Regions from separate parts of the Mus musculus genome. Here region 1 is linked to region 2. Evidence: chromatin contacts called from public Hi-C data. All regions are on one chromosome and are shown on one strand. Each heading gives the region's core, a stretch centred on a gene start, on an enhancer-like site or on the middle of the called end of the contact. The rest is flanking DNA. Distances are from core to core; before and after follow the strand shown. Region 1 has its middle 34 kb from the start of Gm32932. Region 2 holds the start of 6720468P15Rik (RIKEN cDNA 6720468P15 gene).

Region 1 (5,418 bases), core at 608-3,107, 47 kb after region 2:
AAGCCAAGACCTATTAGCTATTTTTTTATTTTTAAGGGGGGATGTTTTTTATTTTGTTTTGCCGCACCACCCTCCCCTACCCCACCCCACCCCCCACCCCCTACCCCCGTGCTGGAAATTCAACTCAGAGCCTCATACAATGACTAAGCTACATCCTCAGACCCAGGTTGATACTTTCAAAGAGTTCTAAACTGCCTGCGTGTGGGTCATTTGGATATATCTTAAGAAGGCAAAACGGATGCCTCCCCCAGATCTCCTAAGTCAAACTCTTTCCTGGTGGGGCCTAGAGATCTGCAATGTAATCTGATTTCTAGGTACTTTATATACTGCAGTGTGAGGGCTGGAGACTCCTTCTCACAGCTCTGCTAATTACAGAACATATGCACTTCTGGACTCTCTAGTTCCTGGTGGCACTATGTGGTGGTTTCTTTGTATTAGTCATGAAAAATACTATGAAATAAATATTTCTGGCCTATCTCCCTACAGAAATATCCTAATATTGACTTCAGTGAGATTGTGTTAGGAGCTGGAGCCTTTAGGAGGTCATGAGGACGGAGACCTTCAGAACGGTATTGAACCTTCTAAAGGGGCCAGCGGCTGCTCTGTCTGCAATGGGAAGCTGGCAAGCTGAAAACAGGAAGAGAGACCTCACCAAACCCGGAGGCTGTTCTGGCCTCTAGGACTAGGCACCAACATCATCTCAACATTGTCATGCCGGTGAAGCAGCCAAGGCATGAGGGACTGCCAGACAGGAAGGCTAGATGGCAATAGATGACTTGTGTTTAGGAAAGGTAACTTCTAACTGTAGGCCAATGGCTACGTCTTCACTCTCTTTCATGAAGAGATCACCTGAAACCATTATTTCTGGAGGGGGAAATGGGAATGAAAATCTGTTCTTTGTGAAGCCTCCTTATACAGATTATATGGGTTTATTATCATCTATAGGAAGCAAAAGACATACATTGTAAAAAACACTGCTTTTATTTTTTGTGGTATATGTGTGTGTGTGTTTGTCATGTGTATGTGTGTGTGTGCCTATGGGTGTGTGTGTGTGTGCTACTCAGATCCCACACTGTGCAGGTGGAGGGCTGAAGCGTTGGTTTTTACCTTCCACGTGTGATTCCAGGAATTGAACTCAGGTTGTCAGGTGGCAGCAAGTGCCTTTCCCTACTGAGCCATATCACTGGCCCAAGAATATACTTGGAGTGGAGATTGGTACATTACCTGAGAATCGTTGTAGCTCATCTGGTCTTAATCAGAGGTGAACTTGATTCCCATTAGCTATGTTACAACTTGGGGAAGGGAAAGATAGGGCGCTGCTGGCTCTCAGTGGGTGGGATCCAGGAAAGCTGTTAGATACCTCTCAAAGCACAGGATGAATCCCTACAACAAAGAATCGTCTGGCTGGAAATGTCAGTAGTGCCAAAGCTTGCTCCACTTTCTCTGGCTGTCTCCACCATGGTCAGTGGCTGCCCTTTCAGCACCAACCTTCTTCTAGCCCCCAGCAGTCTGCAGAGAATTTTTAAAGGGCTGAATCATATTAATGTCAAAAGAAAGGAATAAATTCACATGAAAGCTTGGGGCATGTTTTATAATAATGTTTTGCCTTTCACATACCAGGAGCTCCATAAAAAATATTTTAATTAAATAGTGAATAGATTAAAACATTAATTTCAAACATGTTTTAATAAATAACAAGGAGATGGCTTCTCATACGTAAGACTTGTGTTGGTCCTGAGTGGATTGTCAAACGACTGCATGCTCTCCCCTTTGAATTTGTCCAGTGATGACGCCTTAAACAAAGGAGAGTGGGTTTTATCTGCTGAAACCATGAGGCTTGTAAAAGTCAGCCCTGCCCAGCCCCCAGATCTATTTAAAGAATTTGAAGAATTTCAGAAAAGCTCGTGGCTTCAAGGTTAATGTGTGAGATTTACAGAAACTGGAAAAATCTTGGACTTAAAAAAAAGTATGAACTTTCTGCGTGTCTCTAAATTAGAAAGAAAGCTCCAGCCAGTTAATTACATATATATTTTCTAAAGACCCTAATTTAACAGGCCTTTATATTTGCTTTTTGTTATAACCGCATTTAGTCAGTAATATCTGAGGAGAAATTATCTGTAAGGGGAAGTTCTGAGTCAAATTTGCTTTATTGTGTATACTTAGGTTAAATGTTCAGTTTCCTATCTGCAAATTGGGTACCTGGATAGTTTAATAGATGTGGAGATATGGGAATAGAAGTGTAAGACATGACTTAATTGCATAGAGCGTCAATAGTAGTGAATGATCAGGGAGACTCCACAAATTAATTAAAGTATGTAGATCTGGGTTCAAATCCCAAGCACCCATGCAAATGCTAGATGCAGCAGCATGTGCCTGCAGCCCTAACCCTGGGACTGAGGAAGTTAGATTGAATCTGTGGAGCTCACTGGCCAACCAGACTTGTAGAATCAGTGACCTCTAGGTTCAGTGAAAAAAATCCTGTTTCAAAAAAGTCAACAGAGGGTGATGGTGGAAGATACCCAACCCCTGGTCTAGGGTACATATTACCTGCTCACACATGTTTGCACACCCATATGAACATGTATGTATGTCTTATACACATATACACACACAGATATACCATTAACTAATGGGTCCTCATTGTCCCTGCAAAGCAAAAGCATCATTTTTCTGATCTATCTTATTAATAACAGCTGATTCTTCAGCCCCAGCTAATCAGAATCACAGATTTTTAATTCAAAATATGCAATGACTCCAATAGTCATTAAATGACTCTCAAACTTCCCTTGGAGCTTGCCATGCCAGGCCTATACAACTCCATGTCTCCTAACACTCTTATCACCAAACTCCCACAGAACACTCACCAAGCTTTGAACACTCAATGGCTTACTAATCCAGAGATTCAAAGTCCTCTACAAGCCTCAAAACAACACTGTCAGGTCTGTCACAGCAATACCCCACTCCTGGTACCAGTTTCTGTCTTAATTGGGTCCCTATTGCTTTGGTAAAACACCATGACCAGAAACAACTTGAGGAAGAAAGGGTTTATTTCGCTCAAAATTCCATATTGTACTTCATCATAGAAAGCAGTGAGGGCAGAAACTCAAGCAGGGCAGGAACTTGGAGGCAGGAGTTGATGCAGAGGCCATGGAGGGTGCTGCTTACTGTCTTGTTCCTTGTGGCTTGCTCAATCTGCTTTCTTATAGAACTCAGGACCACCAGCCCAGGGGTGGTACCACCCACCATGGGCTGGGCCCTCTTAAATCACTAATTAAGAAAATGCCCTACAGGCTTGCCAATCAGATTGAGGCAATTTCTCAATTGAGGTTCCCTCCTTTCAGATGACTATAGCTTATGTCAGGTTAGCATAAAAATAACCAGCACGTAAGGGTATTTTATCTCAGCAGCAGGAAGAAAAAGAAGAACAGAGTTTAAGGCCAGCCTGGGCAACTTGAGACCATGACTCAAGAACATCCAAAATGCAAATATAAAATTGAAATCTCAAATTCTTTAGTTGTCAACTCAGAATATCCAAAGAACAGTTAAATAATTTGCTTAACGTCTCAGGCTGCCCCCACATGGAAGTTCCTTAGCAAAAACCCAAACTCTGAACTCATTTAGAAAGAGTTAGAATGTTTCTAAACACCAGCTCTCATACTGTGGCACATCTATTCTCACTACTCTTGTCTAAGTACCCTCCTGTCTTCCCCTTCCGCCTTAATCTCAGCCACCTTCACTCTAAGGCCTCGGGCCCAATAATGTTGGGGGAACAAAATGGAGTAAAACTGAGGTTTTCTGATCACAGTTTGCTCCCCTTTGAAATTGTCAACTTATGTTATTAGTTCTGAACCTGTGGGTCATGACCCCTTGGGGGGGGGAGGGTCAAATGACCCTTTCACAGGGGTCTTCTAAGACCATTGGAAAAGACAGATATTTATATTATGATTGGTAACAGTAGCAAAATTACAGTCATGAAGTAGCAACAAAAATAATCTTATGGTTTGGGGTCGCCACAACATGAGGGACTGTGTTAAAGGGTCGCAGCTTTAGGAAGGCTGAGAACCACTAACTTACATGAAGTTGGATAGCATATGATTTGTCTTTAAAATTACTTTTTGCATATATGTTCTTTCTAGATGTAAATGTTCCACAAATGCTATTGACGCCCAGTGCAGCGTTATACCCTGGCCTTCTGACTAGGTTTTATCATCATGATAAGTGCTACGTACCAATTTTTAAAAACAAGATAAATGTGTGAAGATTTAGGCTATGTATAATCCCAAATGTATTTTTAGTTAATCTTAATTTTAGGTTTTTGTTGTCCTCTTTAAAAGTAACATTTTCTCTTATTCTAATAGTAATTTGCACCAATAACAGAAACTCTAGAAAACAGTAACAAAATAAAATTAATTTTATTTTGAAATTTAAATTTTGAAAATTATCTCAAAATTTAGCCACATGTCCTTTTTTTTCTTTTTCTTTCTTTCTTTTTTGAAGCAGATTCTCATGTAATCCGGGCTAGCCTCAAATTGGCAATGTAGCTGGGAGTAGCCCTGGACCCCCTCATGTCTTCTGTGCCTTCCATGTGTTAAGATTCCAGGCATGTACTACCATGTTCTGTTTGCACAGTGAGGACTGAACTCAGGGCCTCACGCAAGCTAGGCAAGAACTCTAAGGTATAGCCACGGCCCTGGTATTCTTCTTAACCCTTCAGGAACAAATTCAAGGAACACGATGTAGCACGGAGGGGTAGAGCTTTGGGATAGCGTGGCTGACTGCGATCATCCAGCTAGGCGGCTGCATGATGAGGTCATTTTGCAGATGGCACAAGCCAGAGGGTACATCACTTGCCGATCATACACAGTGCATAAAGGGCTTGGTAAGATGTCGGGACCAGATTTCTCATCTCCGGCAATGTGTCGGAGGGGGACGGTCTAAAATCCAGCGCTCTCCCCGTAGAAAGGCATTTACTTCATTACCACAATAAGCCTCGTGCTAAGTCACGAGGGGGTTCAGTCCTCTACGATGCCTCCACTGTACTTAGAATCTGATAAGGCCCTTATTAGAATTCATCTCTTTAAGAAGAAAAGGAACCGTGGAACCAAAGAGAGCCTTGGAATAATCCATTAATTATATCCGTTAAGCTTCAGTTACAGCTAACAAGGAATATCACATGACTGCGGCGTGGGCTTGTCCTGAACAATAAAGAACAGGAGGAAAGATAAGATTCAGGGCGAACACGTCCTTCAGCAGCACCCATAGGCAGTGGGGATGAAAGTCATTAAAAGAAAAATTGATTGAGGTATTTTAGTAAACAAAAGGACTCGCTGCTTCCCCATCAGGGAGTGCATTGTTAATGTAGTGCTGCTCGGTCTGCTGAGGAAAATGTTCCCAGGCTCGTCTCTTTAGATACATTCT
Region 2 (5,561 bases), core at 820-3,319:
GATTGGCACAGACTTAGAGACAAGGAGCATTCTAATTTGTAATAAAAATGTCAGGCTGGATGTTTGTTGCTGCTTTTGAGAATTTAAGCTGGTTTGCACTCTCAAATTCCATCAGTAATCCTAGATTTTAAATGTTGAATATTTTGTTGTGTAATCTAAGTCTTAATTCTTGTTTGTTTATTTTGATATTTTACTCTCCCCTCATAGAAAAACAGCTGTGTGTCACTTCAGTACACTTGACCGGTGACATCTGGGCTAATGTGTTTATTTTAGTTAGAGCTCTGTTCAGAAAGCAGGCCAGAGATGGAAGTCTTGTTTGTGCTCTTGTGTGTGCTTTCTGTGACAATCAACGGCGCTTATTTAATCCCTTTGACAGCACAACACAAATGAAAAGACCGTCTATATACAGTTGCCTGGCTTGTGATGGGAGCCAGGGTGGGAATTAAAAAGATAATGCTAACTTGTCTTCTAAACCTGGGTCCCGTGAGAGCACAGAGGGAACACTAAAACAATTAAAGTCGTTCGTCACCCTAAACAGGTACAATGAAGACCACCCAGGACAACCACCATCACCAAGGCCAGTTAACCTTATCTGATAGCAAATCCCTCTGAGAATTCTAGTGCGTTATCGATGGAGCACTGAACCAAGGAATGACAAGTATGGGTTCTAATATTGGGCTCAGCACAATACTTATGTAGGGTCACAGCAGGTTAAAGTCATGTTAGGACGCAAGACAGAGCAAGGGAGACTGGACGAAGGGTGTGAGCAGGAATACTAGACAGGAAGTCACTAATGGTCAACTTTGTTATTGGGTAGGTAGTGTAACAAATCAAAAGAAGGTAGCTCTTGCAAGGGAATCAGAAGCCAGGAGCCTGCCAGTATGAGATGGAGCGTGGACTGGGGTGTGGGCTGCAGTGTGAGCTGGGGTGTGAGCTGGGGTGTGGGCTGGGGTGTGAGCTGGTGTGTGGGCTGGGGTGTGAGCTGGGGTGTGAGCTGGGGTGTGGGCTGGGGTGTGAGCTGGTGTGTGGGCTGGGGTGTGAGCTGGGGTGTGAGCTGCAGTGTGAGCTGGGGTGTGGGCTGGGGTGTGAGCTGGGGTGTGAGCTGCAGTGTGAGCTGGGGTGTGCGCTGGTGTGTGAGCTGCAGTGTGAGCTGGGGTGTGGGCTGGTGTGTGGCCTGGGCTATGAGCTAGGGTGTGAGCTGGGGTGTGAGCTGGGGTGTGGGCTGGGGTGTGAGCTGGGGTGTGGGCTGGTATGTGAGCTGGGGTGTGGGCTGCAGTGTGAGCTGGGGTGTGGGCTGCAGTGTGAGCTGGGGTGTGGGCTAGTGTGTGGGCTGGGGTATGAGCTGGGGTGTGAGCTGGGCTATGAGCTGGGGTGTGAGCTGGGGTGTGGGCTGGGGTGTGAGCTGGGGTGTGAGCTGGGGTGTGGGCTGGTGTGTGGCCTGGGGTGTGAGCTGGGGTGTGAGCTGCAGTGTGAGCTGGGGTATGGGCGGGGTATGAGCTGGGGTGTGGGCTGGTGTGTGGCCTGGGCTATGAGCTGGGGTGTGAGCTGGGGTGTAAGCTGGGGTGTGAGTTGGGGTGTGAGCTGGTGTGTGGGCTGGGGTGTGAGCTGGGGTGTGAGCTGGGGTGTGGGCTGGGGTGTGAGCTGGGGTGTGAGCTGGTGTGTGAGCTGGTGTGTGGGCTGGGGTATGAGCTGGGGTGTGAGCTGGGGTGTGAACTGGTGTGTGGGCTGGAGTGTGAGCTGGGGCATGAGCCTACGTTGTGAGCTATGGTGTGAGCTAGGGCACAGCGAGGGCTCTGTTTCTGAACCAGGCTTTGATGTTACTGATGGCATCCGATGCTCTGGGATGTAGCTACTCTCTCATTTTAAGTTAACACCAATTCTTCCTGAGTCAATGCTCTTTGAAAACAGCTGCAGCTTCTCAAATCTTCGAGGCTACGTTTCTTGCCTCACATGTCTTTTTTCTGGAAAGTCCCTTTGAGGTCTTTCAGGAATCTGATTTAGCCCAGCAACTGTCAAAGCCCTAATGTATGGAAGGAAATGTGGGCGTGTGTGCAAGGAGCCTACAAGACAGAGGAGGGCAGGGTCTGCTCTCTGACCACTGCTGTGTAATACAGGGAGAGAGGCTAAACGGTGCTCTCATGCATGGGTGGGCACCATGTGAGGGTGGACGCCATCATGGGTGGGTGCGGTCCAAAGGGGGCATGCGCTATGTTTTAGGCGGAGGAGGAAATTTAAACATTGTTCTTTCTCCATCTTTTCTGCACGCTCTATCTTTTAATTTTTTGAAAACTAAAGACAGACAAGAGGATTCAGAGGACTTGGAAATGGCTGCCTGGCCGTAGGGGATCGGCCCTCACCTGTGACATCCCACTCCTTCAACTGTGCCTTGGCTCCCGTGAAAGCTTGCTCGTGGCATCTTCCTTCCATCGCATGCAGTGGGAGTTAGTAAGGTGTTCAGCCTGTTAGTCCTCAGCACGTTCCTGGTTGTTTGCTTTTTATGGTCTTTGTGCATCGTTTCCTTCTTGCTCAGAGAGCTGACACTAAGTTTTGACATTTGGTTCCCGTGGTAAAGGACCTGGGATATGGATACCGTCATCTTCCTGATCCCACAGATCCAGCCTGAGCCACAAAAGGCTTCTTTTGTTCCTCACAGGACTCTCCCCTCTGTGCTGCTGGAGGTACGTGAGGTCTGGGCAGAGGCAGGTATGGAAATCCACAAACAATGGATGCAACTGCAAGTGGTGAGTTTGAGGGTTAGCTGGTGAAAAACTGGTCTCCAGGCAAGTCTGAAACTCCTGGGAGAAAAACCCATAGTGGGCGTCTGAGAGCAAAATCTATTTGTTGTGTGCTTTATCCCGGGTAAAATGACTAGCGATGATGATGATGGTGGTGGTGGTGGTGATGATGATGATGATAACAACTAGAGTTGCTTACAGGGAAGTGAAAAGTGAATTTGTGACAATGGGTGAGATCTGTGGGATTTGGGTTCCTATGTGGAAAAAGACAAGCCCACCAGAACAGAATCAGGGAGCTAGGCAATGGTCAGGGCTAAACTCCTAAGCACTCTTACAAAGATAAGGTTCTCAGACTTCTTCTGATCCAAAGTCACACATATTTGTCTGTCGACTGTCAAAGTTTGACTCCCTTAATATTTCTGATGATAGAAGTAATTTTTGATATTTTAACTAAAAGCCAAGCATTGGATTTTACACATGCACACATGTACACACACACACACACACACACACACACACACCACGGGGACTGGAGGAGGAGGAGAAGAAAGAGGAACAAAGGAGCCACAAGAGAAAAAGCCAAGGAGAGGCGGAGAAAGACTTTGCACAGGTCATCGTCGTCGTCAGTGAAGAGCAGGAAGTCTTCATCCAAGCAGAGGGTGGCAGGCATCGTGGGCTGAGGTAGAACAGAAATCCTTTGGGGCTGATTCAGTCATGTCTTTACCCGGGTTACAATGCTGGTGTGTACGTAACCACGAAGAAAAGTAATGTTAGGAACAGAAAGCCTGCCAGGGGAACATATTTCTGATCCTATAATGGATACCAGAACAGCCCTCCTCAACCCCTAAATCTGTTATTGCTTTCTCCAGAGAACAGGCCATTCGGACTGAAGGTGACCTTGGAGAAGGTTCTGCGAAGCCTGGCTCATTTCCAGCCGACTGAGGAAAAGCAGGAGACTGTATCGGTCAACAGCGGAAGTCCTCAGCTCAGCTAGAGACAGTGTTCCAGCTGCAGTCTGTTACCAGTGTTCTTCAGTCCCTCCTTTTCTCTGTGCCAGCACAGACAGACGGAGCTAAGTGACAAGGGTCTGCGCCACCCCAGGTCACAGTCACTTGTGCTCTCACCGCCCGTGTAGATGGGGATGCGAGGCAAGAGAGCTCCTGCAGAGGGGTGAGCAGGGGAACCCATGTGTGTTGAAGAGACGTGATAATAACTGCTTTCCATTTATCTTGCCTTAAACCCGTGGGCCAAAAGAGGCATTGTGACCTTCCACTTAAAAGGAATAACGGGATGATAAATCACCACCTTTTCTTTGTGTGTTTCCTACTTTGCCCTAATTTTATAGATGGAGTCACATACTTGGAATGCCTGTAATTTAGCTCTGAAGTCCATAGTGACTACATGCAGAGAGCATGCTGCTTTCGATATACTAATACACTTATGCCCTGGTGTGTTAAGTCACCTAGAAAGCCAGAGGAAGGAGCTTCCAGGCGGAGTGAGGCCACGTAGGGTGCTCTGTGCAGGGCATCCCAGCATCCCCACCTGAGCAAGGGCTAGAAGGGGGTCTGTGTGTAAGGTATCCCAACCTGAGAGCGAGTGGAAGCTCTAGAAGTTATTATCATCTCTTTATTTTCAACCTCAGCACAGTGAGTTGAATTACTACATCACCCCTTCAGTGCAGGGCACATTGCCTTGCTATCCCTGAAGCCCTTGCTCCTAGCTGATGTATTCATTCCTGGTTCCTGTGTCTTGATCACGCTCCACCCCGGTCACCACGTACGGGTGATTGTTCTGGTGTGCCTTTGCTTACGTGTGTGTCCTGACAGGGTGTGGAAGCTCGCGTCAGCCGTTGGTTGGGTCGTACTTTCCAACCTATCTCCCAATTGTTTGTCTCACACAAGGAGATTTTTAAGACCCGGTCTCACCGCTGTGTGTACACATAATTTACTGAGAAAATGGTCAGGGAATGATTCAGAGTTCTGACTTCCTTGTTTGATCTCTGTAAAGGCCACTTTCAATACGAAGGAAGTTAGGCATCTTACTTCATTTGATCTGCAGAATCACTCAGGAGTCGTGTCTTGCTGGATTGACAGCAGCTCCAAAACTGAGCGGAAGCAAGTGAGAACCATAGCAGGAATTCGACAAAATTAGAAAGCGACAGGACTTGAATCTGGGATGTTCTCCACAGGCTCAGGCTCCAACTTGTGCTGTTTCCTGGAGTGGTGGACCAGTTAGGAGATGCGGCCTGAGCCAGAGAAGCAGGTGACTGTTGGTCAAGCTTTGAAGGTAGAGCCTGGCCTCGGTTCTGACTCGGTTCCTGCTTCCAGTCCTTCTGGTAAAGCATGCCCGTGGCATGCTTCTACCACATGAACCTCAGGATGCCACCAACAGCATGACAGGACCAGACAAAGCCTTTCCCTCCCTAGTTAGCACACATGAGGCATGTTGGTCACTGAGGTGCAGAAGTAGCTAAGGCAGATTCTGATGTAGCTGTGGCCATAGCGACGGAGTGGTGCTCAGCACCCTTAGTACGGCTGCTCCTCCGGCTGGCTGCTTCTGGCTTCCTCTCTTTTACTGCTCTTTGATAATGTTGGCTGCAGCTCATCTGCCTTTCTTCCCTCTGCAGGGCATAGCCTTTGGTTCGAGTGGAGAGCTGTTCTTTGAAATCTTTTCATGCCAAAGAGAAGGGATACAACAGAGTGCCGGCCACCATGTCCACGCTCTCAGAAAGAGGAATGTTCTGGAAGCAAAGCATGGCCTGAGTGGCTCTCGAGATGTGAGCTCAGCTAAACTAAGACTTACTTCATCCTTCAGACCTGCAGCCTC

Evidence for each region. A called contact is a pair of places that touch in the nucleus more often than the background predicts.
Region 1: a contact with region 2 is called in a Hi-C map of Sertoli cells, with 1.7 times the contacts expected there. The contact joins the enhancer-like site here to the promoter of 6720468P15Rik in region 2. A contact is called at or near these places in 1 of 15 datasets of contacts at CTCF or cohesin (the NIH/3T3 cell line), 4 of 484 Hi-C or Micro-C datasets (the N1E-115 cell line, Sertoli cells, embryonic stem cells and 1 more) and 1 of 115 datasets of contacts at active chromatin or transcription factors (pancreatic cancer cells).

Annotation. Positions count from the first base shown.
Region 1 is chr19:57,553,659-57,559,076 of GRCm38.p6, forward strand. No RefSeq gene overlaps it. Among named protein-coding and RNA genes, the nearest start is that of Gm32932, 34 kb to the left of the region's middle. Within about 2 kb of position 1,858, at least 10 of the 459 cell types and tissues checked have an H3K27ac peak or open chromatin away from gene starts, as enhancers often do. A contact at or near this core is called in Sertoli cells, where this site is marked.
Region 2 is chr19:57,506,495-57,512,055 of GRCm38.p6, forward strand. It overlaps 6720468P15Rik (RIKEN cDNA 6720468P15 gene), which reads left to right and starts at 2,070. Exons shown (of 4, transcript NR_040306.1): 1 at 2,070-2,450; 2 at 2,654-2,741; 3 at 3,605-3,905; 4 at 5,362-5,561.